Linked DNA regions of Gossypium hirsutum: region 1 is linked to region 2. The links are chromatin contacts, called in public Hi-C maps. All regions are on one chromosome and are shown on one strand. The core of a region is the stretch at or near the end of the contact, and the rest is flanking DNA. Distances in the headings are between cores, read along the strand shown.

What was found. Hi-C and Micro-C count contacts between places; a contact is called where the count stands out from the background.
Region 1: a Hi-C map of hypocotyl shows a contact between it and region 2, with 2.8 times the contacts expected there. The contact joins two enhancer-like sites. A contact is called at or near these places in 7 of 34 Hi-C or Micro-C datasets (anther, callus, fibers and 2 more).

Annotation. Positions count from the first base shown.
Region 1 is chrD01:20,911,270-20,917,615 of Gossypium_hirsutum_v2.1, reverse strand. No RefSeq gene overlaps it. Among protein-coding and RNA genes, the nearest start is that of LOC107920923, 15 kb to the left of the region's middle. Within about 2 kb of position 2,270, at least 4 of the 9 cell types and tissues checked have an H3K27ac peak or open chromatin away from gene starts, as enhancers often do. A contact at or near this core is called in hypocotyl, where this site is marked.
Region 2 is chrD01:20,872,536-20,878,909 of Gossypium_hirsutum_v2.1, reverse strand. No RefSeq gene overlaps it. Among protein-coding and RNA genes, the nearest start is that of LOC107922081, 47 kb to the right of the region's middle. Within about 2 kb of position 2,794, at least 1 of the 9 cell types and tissues checked has an H3K27ac peak or open chromatin away from gene starts, as enhancers often do. A contact at or near this core is called in hypocotyl, where this site is marked.

The DNA of each region.
Region 1 (6,346 bases), core at 1,021-3,520, 39 kb before region 2:
TAAGCCACTTGTGAATTATGTTGAGGAAAATGGAAAGATTAGTTCTAAATTTGTTAGATATCCAGTGTGGAATATGTTTATATATACGAATCAACTTGGTGGTTATTGAATGACTAAGTTAATACTCTCCCTCGCGCGCAAGGGGGCTACAAATCCAAACCTGCCGGGGTTGGGGGTGCACCCGTACGACGTGGGCGATGCAAAATGTCCGGACCGATCGGGACCTTCTAGGCCTGCAGCTATTTTAGCCCAATACGTAATTTTATTTTTCCTCAGCAGAGTTTATATCTGCAAATTCTGTTTGGAATTAAAAAGACAAATATTATATTGAGTTTAATGGCTCATTTAATCCAGACATTAATTTGGGTTTTTAATGGCTCATTAATTCACGGACGTTAATGGCTTCATTAGTCAAATTTCTAAAAGTTATTTCATTTTGAATATTTTTATTTAAACCAAAATAATCTGCAGGAGAAACACACACTAAATTTTCCTACAAAAATTACGAGATCTTTTTCCTGCATATTTTGAACTTGTATTCGGTGATAGAAGAAAGCTAGGCTATAGTTTGTTGATCACTGCAGCTGTGCTCATCTTGTTGTTGTATCCTGGGAGACAGTTGACCAATGTTTCTCCAGCACCAAAGGAGCGACCGAATCTATCTTAAGGAAACTGTGAAAACATGCTTCAATTACCAGTCGGATTTCTGCCTACCTACGAGTACACAATTTCGATCCAATTTTATTTCCAATTTCTATTTTTCAGATTATATATATCTATATTGTTTTGGTTTGATCTTGTGATTTAATCAATATTTTACATTACTGTTAATTTCACTAATGTATTTGCAACACGTGGGAGGGATATCTTTGATGAGACTAGAATGTTTATGATACGATAAACCCTGCCATTCATTTTGACTTGGTGGGATGAAGCAATTGAGCCCATGTGATGTTTGGTGACCAACAACTACATGTTCCCAATGAATATTAGGCCATCCAATGTTTAGATGGTCATCCTAGAATGGTGAGCTCACAACAGACCTCCCGACTTGCTAGTGGCAGACTTGTTATTCGGGCACTTTTTTGGCTTACCACGTGCTTTTGTCACGGGCCAAAGTTCAAAGCCCGTGACTATCGCACCAAATGCATCCAATGGAGGTCTATTTCTCAGATGGGGATCATTTGGCCCACAAGAACTGGCCCGATTCAAAGAGCTATTGGACAAGCCTGTCAAATTGAAGCCTAGTTGGCCCGATAATGAAGAGATGGCAACTTAGGCTAATATGGTAACTAATATTAGAAGATAGAGGGGAATCATGTCTTGTAAATATTAGATTAGATTTGATAAGGCTTATCTTGTAAATCCTTAAAATTAAGGGATATGGTTAAATCTCATCCGTCGATGTAAATGTATCTTGATCGTCGGTTTTGGGGGAGCTCAACTATAAATAGAGAGCATCCCCCTCATTTGTACTCATTCTATTGTATTCTGAATTCTTAAGAGTAATAGAACTCTGAGAGCATTTACTCAAACACCTTGTGTGCAACCTTTTCTGTGGCTTTCTGTTGTTCTTTGGTTAGCTTCTTTTGGTATAAATCGCTTCCGCTCTTCAATTTGGTGCCTTGGAGGAGTTCTAAAAGAATCCTCACTTAAGTTAAGGCTGACTTAGGCGAGTTTAGACGAACGGATCGCCTAAGGCCGCACGGATTACGAGACAAAAGGTCTAGCCCCGTGACACTTTGACGTGGATGGGGATATAATAAGTTTTTAATTATCTTTCTAATTTTGAGTTTAAAATTGTACTAATTATTCTTTATTTTATATCTAACTATTATAAAACATATGTAATAAATAAATATTTTTCTCATGTTATTACAATATTAACTTAAAAACTCGTTCCAAATGTTGCAATTTTAGTTTTAGTTTGTTTCTAAACATCTTAGCTAAATGTGAAGCAATGGTGTAAAACAAATTTAAAAAGTAAAGCTATCGATGGGTCGAGTTAAGGCTCGGTTACAAATTTTTTTAAGCTTAGGCCTATGTTTGGGCTAGCCTAATTAAAAAAACCCCATTTCACTTTTTAAAAAATATTAAAAAATATTTTTTATTGATGTTATATATAATTTTATAATTAAATTTAAATTTTATTAATAAAAAAAATTGGGGACAGATGTATTAAAAAGTAGGAGTGGGAAGTGAAACAGTGAATAGACAGAGGTATGCCAATAAAGTCATTTCTCGAAAAGGGTCATCGCACTCGAGGAATTGGGGTCACTTCTTTGGACAAAAAGACGAGATAATGGGAGCCACTCAAGCTAATACCCTTTATTCTTCCACCCTTTTCTTATAAATTACTAAAAAAGTCTTCAGGTTCTTGACTCTTTCATCAATTTATTATGGTCAATGAAGGACTGAAATATTTAATAAACTTGCTGCTTCATAATATTTAATAATAATGAGAAAATAAAAAAGATGACTCCAAAACCTTCACCTAATCCTTATTTCTTCGATAATTACAATGTTATTTCATGGGTTTCAAGTTTGCTTTTTTTATTTTATTATAAAAACAAAGAAAAACTAATTTAAATTATTAAGATCACAGAATTAGTGACTCAAACAACTGTTTCAAAAAATACCCGCACATCAAACTTTCCTACACATTTCAATCTTTAAAAGACAAATATCAAAAATTGGGTTCTAGTACCCAAAACTTCATCAACTATTGTTGATGTTAGTAGGCAATCCATATCTCATATTTATTTAAAGGTCATTATTGCAGTAACTGTGATTGTTACTTTAGTTTACAGAGGCAGATCCTTTTCTTCTTCATCCATCGAGTGCTGGGGAACTTTTCCAAAGCACAATATAAAACCAAATCCACAGTGCTGAATATTATGTCTCCACATTATTGGCTTTCCTCATTTTTCCCTTTTTTTTAGACAATGTTTTATATTACGAAAGCATCTGTTACGTCAGATTGTTGTATAAAAAAAGATTAAAGGAAAAAGAAAAGGGCTCGTATTATTTTTTTGGCATTTCAACTATTTTCTTTTTACTTTAGTACTTAAATTATTTCTTCATCTTAGTTTTAGTCCAAAAGTTAATAGTGTTTTAAAAAATAAACATGAGAATGTGCTACTTGACATTTTCTTTAAACTATATTTCATGATATTGTCGTTCAATAGCCACATCATCAATGACATGTAAAAAATGTAATTTGCCTGTTTTTCTTATATCATTAAAATTAGAATATGTAATAAATCTATTTACTTTTTGAAAATTTAAAATTTAGTCTCTTTACTTTTTATTTTATTAATTTAGTTCTTTTATTTCTTAAATTTTAAAATTCAGGTCAGGTCAACTATTAATATTTTTAATTTTTTTTGTTAAATTTAAGTTTATTATAATATCATTTTTTACTTATATGGTTAGGGATTGCTCTTTTTTTTAATTTAAAAATGTTACACCAATAAATTTAACAGAAAGTTTAACAGTATTAACAGTTGGACATAAATTTTAAAATCTTAAAAGTAAAGAAACTAAATTCTTGAAAAAAAAATACAAAGACTAAATTTTAAATTTTAAAAAAATCCAAAAACTTATGTCATATTTAGTTAACCTGCCATTAACTTTTAGACTAAAACCTATTAAAGATAACTAAGATGGACAAAAAATTCAAGTAGGAAAGTAAATATATATAGTTAATGAGGCCAAAAAATTCCAACATTCGTGTATATTAAATGTGTCATAGTTAATACATTAATTTTTGTTAAGCATATTGATAAGTTGTGAATTCTCTCTTTAAAGTTTTATGGTTTGAAATACTCAAAATCTTATAGAGTAGAGTACTAAAAAAAGGATAAATTACACCAACAATCATTTAACTTTTGGGTAGTTGACAAAACAGTTACATTAGTTTTATTTCAGTCACTCAACTTTAGAAAAATGACGAAACAGTCACTAATGTTATCAAAAAGTGACAAAACAGTCACTTATTAACATTTTTCGTTAGTGTCTTAACGGGACCGCTAATGTGGCAAGTTAACTAGCTGATGTGGCCAGTTAACTTGCATGTTGGTGAAGCAGTTGAAGGGTCAAGGTTTGGGTGGGTTTAGGGAAAAATTCTAAAGGGATGGGTTGGTTTAGGGCAAAATAACAGATATTGATTGTGATTAAAGGGAGGAGGAAACGAAAATCTGAAGAGCTTGATTCTCATCAATGAAGCACTGAAGCACACGGTTCAGTCCTCTACATTCCCCTTCTAAATACCTACTCTTCATCTGAAGATCCTTGACATACATCTTCTTCCTCTCCCTTGATCTCACAACTGCATATCTATTTCTCAACTGCTTGAAAAAGAAACCATTTAGATCCATCAATTGTAGTGATATCATTTATTGTCTTTAGTTTTAGGTATTCACAAAATACTTGGGTTTGTATGAAAGTCGGAAAGATCAATCAAGCTTTAAAAGTAAAACTAGATTGAGCTTGAGTTCCTTAGGTAAGCCATTACACCTCTACCTCAAATTAGACATGCAAAAAACAAAATTGAAACATAATGAAGTTTCAAAGAACAATAGACAAAGACGATAAATTGCGAATATCCATTTATACCTTTTCTGTTTCGTAGCAATGGGATTGTTTTTATCGACGTCGGTGTGGGTTTGGCTTTATTTGTGCAAATCACCACCGTCGACACCAACCATAACGCCACCACTACAAGGAGGTGAATCAACCAGTAAATCAACCAAGAAATATCATCGAGGACAGGTTGAGTCGCAACCCTATGATCAAAATTATCATCCTCCATCAAAACCTTCTCGATCTCCCTGATCCACGAAAACACCGCCAATTCTTCATCGGGATTCTGGGTTGAACAAGGTTCAGGAAGAAGTTCTGTTACCTATTACGATTCATTATCTAAGATATCCCCGAAATCGGGTAAATCAACCTCAAGAAAAAACGTATCCCAATTGGTTTCCTCCATGAAAACCCAAAGATTTATAAAAGGGGTGTAATACCAATTATTTGCCCGGGCCCACATAATAAACCAAAATAGAAAAAATAAACAGTCCAACACTAGCAGGCCCAATAACAGGCCCAACAGCCAATTTTCAAACCCTAGCCCAGCAAAATCAATTTGCTGAAACCCTAAGAGCCTCCCTAAACTCAGCCGCCGCCCTCAAACGACTCCAGCAAGTGTCCAATCATCGTAAGACTCGGAGACGACCCTCTCCACGCGCGCCGTTTGCTCCACAAACACCTGCAAACACGGACTCAAGGTGTCCAAAGGAGAAAAAACAGCAAGCAATAGTTTTACTTGTTTATTTTCTTTTTCGGGCTAGAAAAAGCCACTGCGAATCTATAAAGGGGGAAGGAGGAGATCAATAAGAGAACAGAACAAAATATCAATTTTTCTAAGGTGATTTTTTGGTTTTCTTGGCAGTGTCCCTTCTATTTTATTTACATATATTTCTTTTTTATTTTCTTTTATTTTTCTTTTATTTCGTTTTAAATAACAAAGAAAGGAGAAAAGGGAAACTTACCTTTCGCCATCTCCGTCGCCGTCGGAGCATCGGCACAGGCGAACGGCGGTGCTAGGGGCGAAGGCTGAAAACCCTAGCAGAGGGCCTTTGTTTTTTTTTTTATTTTTTTTCCTTTTATTCTGTTACAAATGGTTTTAGAAAAAAAACTGTTTTAAATAGCATCACTGAAACGGAGCCGTTTTACCTTGGCATGACCAGCGCGATAACCCGACCCGGAGGGGAGGATCCGCGTGTTTGGGCTAAAGGGTAATTTGCCCAATTAGTCCTTCCCTTTTGCAATGCGTTGCAATTAAACCTGCTTTGTTTTTTTTTCAAAATTGGGCTGCATATTTAATTTTTGTTTCAATTTGGCCCATCGCTGTGCAGCATTTTGGAAGGTGGGGATAATTTCCTTTTTGGTCCTCCACTGTTATGTGCGCGTTCAAGTTGGTCCTTTTTTTAAAATTCATTTAAAATCTGCCCCATTCTTTTCGTTTCAGTTCAATTTAGTTCATTTCAAGCTATTTTATTATTATTTTCCTCTGTTTTTTTCTTTTCATATTATTATCATTATACCATTTATTTATTTATTATCAATATTATCTCTATTGTTCCTAAGCACGCATTTTTTTATATGTACATATATGTATTTTTGTGTAGTGTATGTATTTGTATGTATTTCATACCGTTTCTTTTGTATTTTTTATTTTTACTTCTTTTACTTCTATATACGTATATATATACTATTATGTTTTAGCTTCTTTACTTTTATAAATATGCATATACGTTTTTTTAATATTATTTTTCACTTTAAAAAA
Region 2 (6,374 bases), core at 1,545-4,044:
TTACAATTATGTATCCATTTTAATCCCAATATATGAAAATAATCTTTTTTTTTTATAAATTAATGATTCTGGGTAATAGTTTCTTATATGCATATATATTGTCAGAAAATTTTATTATATATGTACAAAGTTTCTTACCATATTCTAGGTTTTTCCGTAATATAGCTTTTCTCATTGATTTAAATTTTGACATTTTTTTTAAATATAATAAATAGTTGCACATGGCAAATTTTTATAGCGATAAATGGTATATTCTTAGAGGAACCACTTTACTTTTATTGTAATCTCAAATTAATATAGTATATATATATATGAATGATAAATTTAAGGTTTAAACACATAAAATTTATATAAGCTAAATCTTCTGATTAGAAAAAAAATTCAATTTAATTATTTTTAACTATCGGTATGTTTATTTTCAATTAAAACTTGACCATTTGATGGTGGTTAACGGATAATATATAATTTTCTTCAGTTTTTTTTGTCTAATGAGAACGCAATATATAAAATACAAGATACAAAATAATTACACTGAGAACAATAATTTATAGGGTTAGAAGTTATAAATCTAAGAAATGAGCAATAGCCCAATGACCAAGCATTACTGCATCCTCCCTAGAATCCCAAGTTCTTTCCATTTGTTTTAAATTTTTAGCAGGAGGGTTTATTTGCCAAAACAACCCCTAAATTTGCATAACTTTTCCTTTTAACTCATTTCCTAGTCATATTAGGATTTTGGTTTCTCTAAACAACCCTAATTAGAATTTATTTCCCTATTTCTTTCCAATTCTTTCTTCATCCTTTCTTTTGCAAAATTTTTCTCTACATTGCTGAAATTTTAGTTTGATCCCGAGCTTTAGATCAATCACGTTCAATCCGCTTTCGTGTTGGTTTAGCATCAAATCCATTCTATCGTGCCAAGTTCGGTAAGTAATCTCATTCCTAATTTTGTAGAACCCTAGGAATCTGTCCAAACATCATTCTTGATAAATTTTCTAAAATCAATTCTGAATCTTTAATGGGTTTTCCTGAAATCTTGTTAAAACTCGTTAAATCCTAAACATCAATAGTAATTCTTATGTTTTTGTCAATCGAAAGATCCATTGTAGGTGACTTGGATCAGATTTGGACATAAGGATCGTCGTACAAGACCCCAAAAGTCAGATGTGTGTTCTTTTACAAGAAAATCGAGGCAAAATCAAACCCAACCCAGACCACACGGCCTAGACCCTCCCACACGGTCATGTGACCCACACGACTTAAGCCATTACACACAACCATGTGCCCCTATTTCTTAAATTTTGTAGTTTTGCTCAAAATTTTATGTTTTGTGCATATTAGTCCCTGAATGGTTCTCGAACTGATTTTAGTGCTTAATTTATGCAATTAAGTCCCTATTAGTTTGAATAATGTTTGAATCCATGATTTAATTAATTGAATTATTGCTAAATATATACCCGATGGTATGAATTGTGAGTAATCATGTTAATTGTTTCTGTGGTGCCCTAAACGTCCTGACCCGAATTTCGAACGTCACATTAACCGCCGAAGTGACTCTCCATCAAAACACCACAAAAACACACCATCCCGCCAATCACACATAGCAATCATTTAGAGAATAATTAAAATCCTAAAATCATGCTTCCCCTGCGCTACTCTGAACATCAAATCAACAACAAGACTAATTCGTAATTTAGTATTTAACAAGCAATTACCTCGAAAACTTCAGTTAAACATACATGCATGCAGTAGGGTATTTTTAAAAGGCTATATTTGTAGGGACTTGGAAAACCGTTTTGTTTAAAAACAAATTATTAGATTTAAAACGTAATATATGGTAATATGTTGGGAAAACTCCATTTCACAAAGTTTAACAATAGTATTGTAGGATTAAATGTATAAGTCTTATTTTGGAAAATTTATTAAAGCATCCCGCACAACCTCATAAAATTATTAATTAATTATTTATCAAGCATTTAACAATTCACACGACTTGACCAAATTTTGTGTTACATCTCATACATACTAAGCACATATTTTTATCCTCTTAATTAGATTAACATTATTATCTGGGTTTATATTTTATATATAAATAGGGGGGAAGTTTGTGAGTATTTCTATAGTTTATCTGGTTCTAACAAATATTACATTTAATAAATGTAGTGTTTTAAACTGATGGATTAACAAATCCAGTCTTGCGCTCAACTAATTAGTAGTTAAATTATTAGAGTACTACTTAAAAGAAGCACAACATTGGATTCAGAAATAGGGTTAGTAGACTGTCAATTTTAGATGAAAGGAACCCAGGATTCCCCCACCGTTCAACAATAATTCCTCCATCATTCACTTTTATTCTCTTACACGTGTAATGTCCTAAGATAATTCCATTATTTCACACAATTAGATCATCTACTTTTACAACAACATAAATTAGTCTAAATAATTAACATTCTTAAATATTTTGGTTAAAATGAATGTGTAAATTTCTCTTCCAACACTTCTAGCACACACAAAAATATATACATTGCCATAATAAGTTGGTTTAAAAGAAAATGTGCTAATTATTTGGACTAACTCAAGATATTATAAAAATATAAGAACAAAAATATATCAAATTAAAGCATAGATACTAAACTTAAATTTAAACGGAGCATAATAAAAACTTGTTCAATAAAAAAACTTATAATTTTTTTAAATAATTATTTTAATTGTTTATAATATAATATTAGAAGTGAGGAATGATGTGACAGTGCTTGACCTTATGTCAAATGGAGGTTGTCTTTAGAAGATAATTGCACTAAAATAATATATTAAATTGATGGGGATATCTTGATCAAGCAGACCTTAATTATAATATCAGCATATGAGTCAAAAGTAACAGGGGAGGCCAGTTAAGTGCTGAACTGGGGCTGATATTGGTGATATTATCTGCCCAAAATTAGACCTTATACCCTCAAAGGCCACAACCCCAATAATAAGTATAGATAATAGCGATAATAGCCGGGGTGAATGAGACACTGGTGTTTGCAAGCTACTCGAGTTCAATTTAAAAAAATTTGAACTCGATTTAGTAATTATTGAGTTGAGCTCAGAGCTCCAGCTATCAATCAAGCCGAATTTGAGCTTAGTACTAATTGACTTGAACAACTCACAAGTCTTATTGAGTTTTTCATATTTTCATATTATTAAATTATGTTATTGCCCTTAATATATATTATTAACTATAAGCTTAATTATTGAGTTAAGCTCGAGTCGAATTTGAGAAGAAAAATAGTAAACGAGCTTAAGCTCGAGTAGCTCAATTATATCTAAAGCTGAGCTTGAGCTTAAAAATAAATGTTTGATTGAGCTCGAGCCGTGTATTTAACTCTGAATTTTGAGTCCAACTCAAGCTCAAACTTGATAGTATTCGGGCTCGACTCGATTACACTCTTACAATAGCCCAAAAGCCAATTATGGGGGGATCATGCATGTGTGTAAAATACTGTTAACTAGATTGTATGTGGTTGTATATCCATGTTGACCATCCCTACATAAATCCAATTTATTCTAGATTGTGTTATTTCAAAAATATTAAGAGGAGAGTAAATTGATGCTTTAAAGATCTTAAAAAGAAGGGTTTTTTACGAAAATAATTCAAAAAATAAAAATAAAAAAAACCAAAATAGTATACCATTTTTTTAATTTACCAAAATGGTACAAAAAAATAAAAAAGTTAAAAAAAAAAAGCTGTTGATGGAAGTGACAGGACCCTGTGGAGGGCCTGTCACAGGCGGCACTAGTGGTGCCAGTGGCAGAGGCGACACCAAAGGTGCCACTGTCGGCACCAGCCCTTATATTGGGTTGGGGGGACTATTCGACTAAAGGAGAAGAAAGAAGGAGAAGAAAGAAAAAGAAAGAAAAGGAAAGTAAAGGAGAAGAAAGAAAAAGAAAGAAAAGGAAAGGAGAAGAAAGGAAAGAAAAGGAGAAGAAGAAGAAGAAGAAGAAGAAGAGCGAGGGAAGGAAAAAGAAAGAAAAAAATAAGGTAATTTTTTTTTGTAATATTTGTGTAAAAAATCTATGTTATGTACATTATATATGTTTTATTATTTTATTTAGCATATATATTTTATGAAATTTATTTAGCATGAAAAAACTCATGTTATGTACATTCTATGTTGATTAGATAATTTTTTTATGAAATTTATTTAGCATGTTGTAATGAGTTTTTTTACAAAAATAGCATTAAAAATAAAATAATAAAAAAATATGTTTAAGAAAACATAAAATATGAAAAAAATGTAAAATAATAAAATACGAAAATAAAATATTTTTTGAAAGTAATAAAATTTGAAAAAAATACGAACAAAGAGCCGAAATAAGGGTTTTTTACTAAATTAATGCATTTAAAACATAATGTACTAAAATAACGTAAAATAATAAAATATAAAAATAATATATTTTTTGAAACAATGAGGCTTCGGTAAAAAAATATGAACAAAGGGCTGAAATAAGGTTTTTTTACTAAATTTATTTAAAAAACACACTAAATTAATACATTTCAAACATAATGTACTAAAATAATGTAAAATAATAAAATAATAAAATAATATATTTTTATTGAAAGTAATAAAATTCGGGAAAAAATACGAACAAAGGGCCGAAATAAGGGTTATTTTTTTAAATTTATTTAAAAAACACACTAAATTAATAAATTTTAAACATAATGTACTAAAATAATGTAAAATAATAAAATTAAAAAATATTATTTTTTTAAAAGTAATAAAATTCGGGAAAAAATACGAATAAAGGGCCAAGATAAGGGTTATTTTTTGAAATTCATTTAAAAAACACACTAAATTAATACATTTCAAACATAATGTACTAAAATAATGTAAAATAATAAAATTATAAAATAGTATATTTTTTAAAAGTAATAAAATCCGGGGAAAAAATACGAACTAAGGGCCGAAATAAGTGTTTTTTTAAAATTTATTTAAAAAACACTAAATTAATACATTTAAAATATAATGTACTAAAATAATGTCAAATAATAAAATTAGAAAATAATATATTTTTATTGAAAGTAATAAAATTCGGGAAAAAAAATACGAACAAAGGGCCGAAATAAGGGTTTTTTAATTTATTTAAAAAACACACTAAATTAATACATTTCAAACATAATATACTAAAATAATGTAAAATAATAAAAATAGAAAATAGTATATTTTTTTAAAGTAATAAAATCCGGGAAAAAAATACAAACAAATGGCCGAAATAAGAGTTTTTTACTAAATTTATTTTGAAGTTGCAGGCATCGTAATGGCTCGATTGATTAACGACGATCCTCACATATCTGATGCGGCTAATAATATGGTAATATATTATTATTTTTTAATCACGGGTTCTATTAAAAAAGGATATACGTAATATATAGAAATAAATCATGTTATCCTAATATTTATTTTTTGTAATTTAACACTATCAGGGCTCGTACCGCGTATTAAGGGGCCGGGTGAATGGTATAGGATATCCCCCAGATTCACGATTGATGCCCTACTCGGAGCAAGCTGGATTCGGGTCAGCAGCATTGATCCAGACGTTCGACTTGCAGTATGATTTAATATTTGCACTAGTGGAGCGGTGGCGCCCGGAGACCCTCACTTTTCATTTTCCGTGTGGGGAGTGCATAGTAACCTTAGAGGATGTTGCACTGTAGCTTGGGCTCTCAATCGATGGGAGTCCCGTAACGAGAGAAACTGCATTTACTGAGCCGGCTGCACTATGTTATCAGCTACTAGGAGACTCACCAAACGATGATGAGTCAAATTTTACGGGCTTGAAATTTACATGGCTGAAAGCCAAATTTGGACAGCTATCAGCTAATGCCACTGAAGGAGAGTTGATGTGCGCTGCTCGAGCGTACAACATGCATATTATAGGGGGAGTACTGATGCCCGATTCAAACAACAACAAAGTTCATATCATGTACTTAACCCTATTAGCTGATTTGACCAATGTCCGCTCGTATAGCTGGGGCTCTGCCGTTCTGGCAGTGTTGTATCGAGAGCTTTGTCGGACGACAAAGCCTTCTGTTGTAGACATGGACGGATGCCTTACATTGTTGCATCTTGGGCGCTTTATCGGATGCCATTTTTGGCATCGGTTACACACCAACCATATGTTTATCCACTAGTTAACAAGTGATAAAATATATAACTTGTCATTAATTGTAGTCATACTATATTGACTGATGTTACCAACCATACTATATTTGTTTTTGTAGGTGGAGTATTTATCCGGGTATCGGGAGGTCATACACTGTCCCGATATACCGGCTGATGATCGAACAGCATGTCGGGGAAGGGGTAAGCTATTCTAATATTCGTGACAGC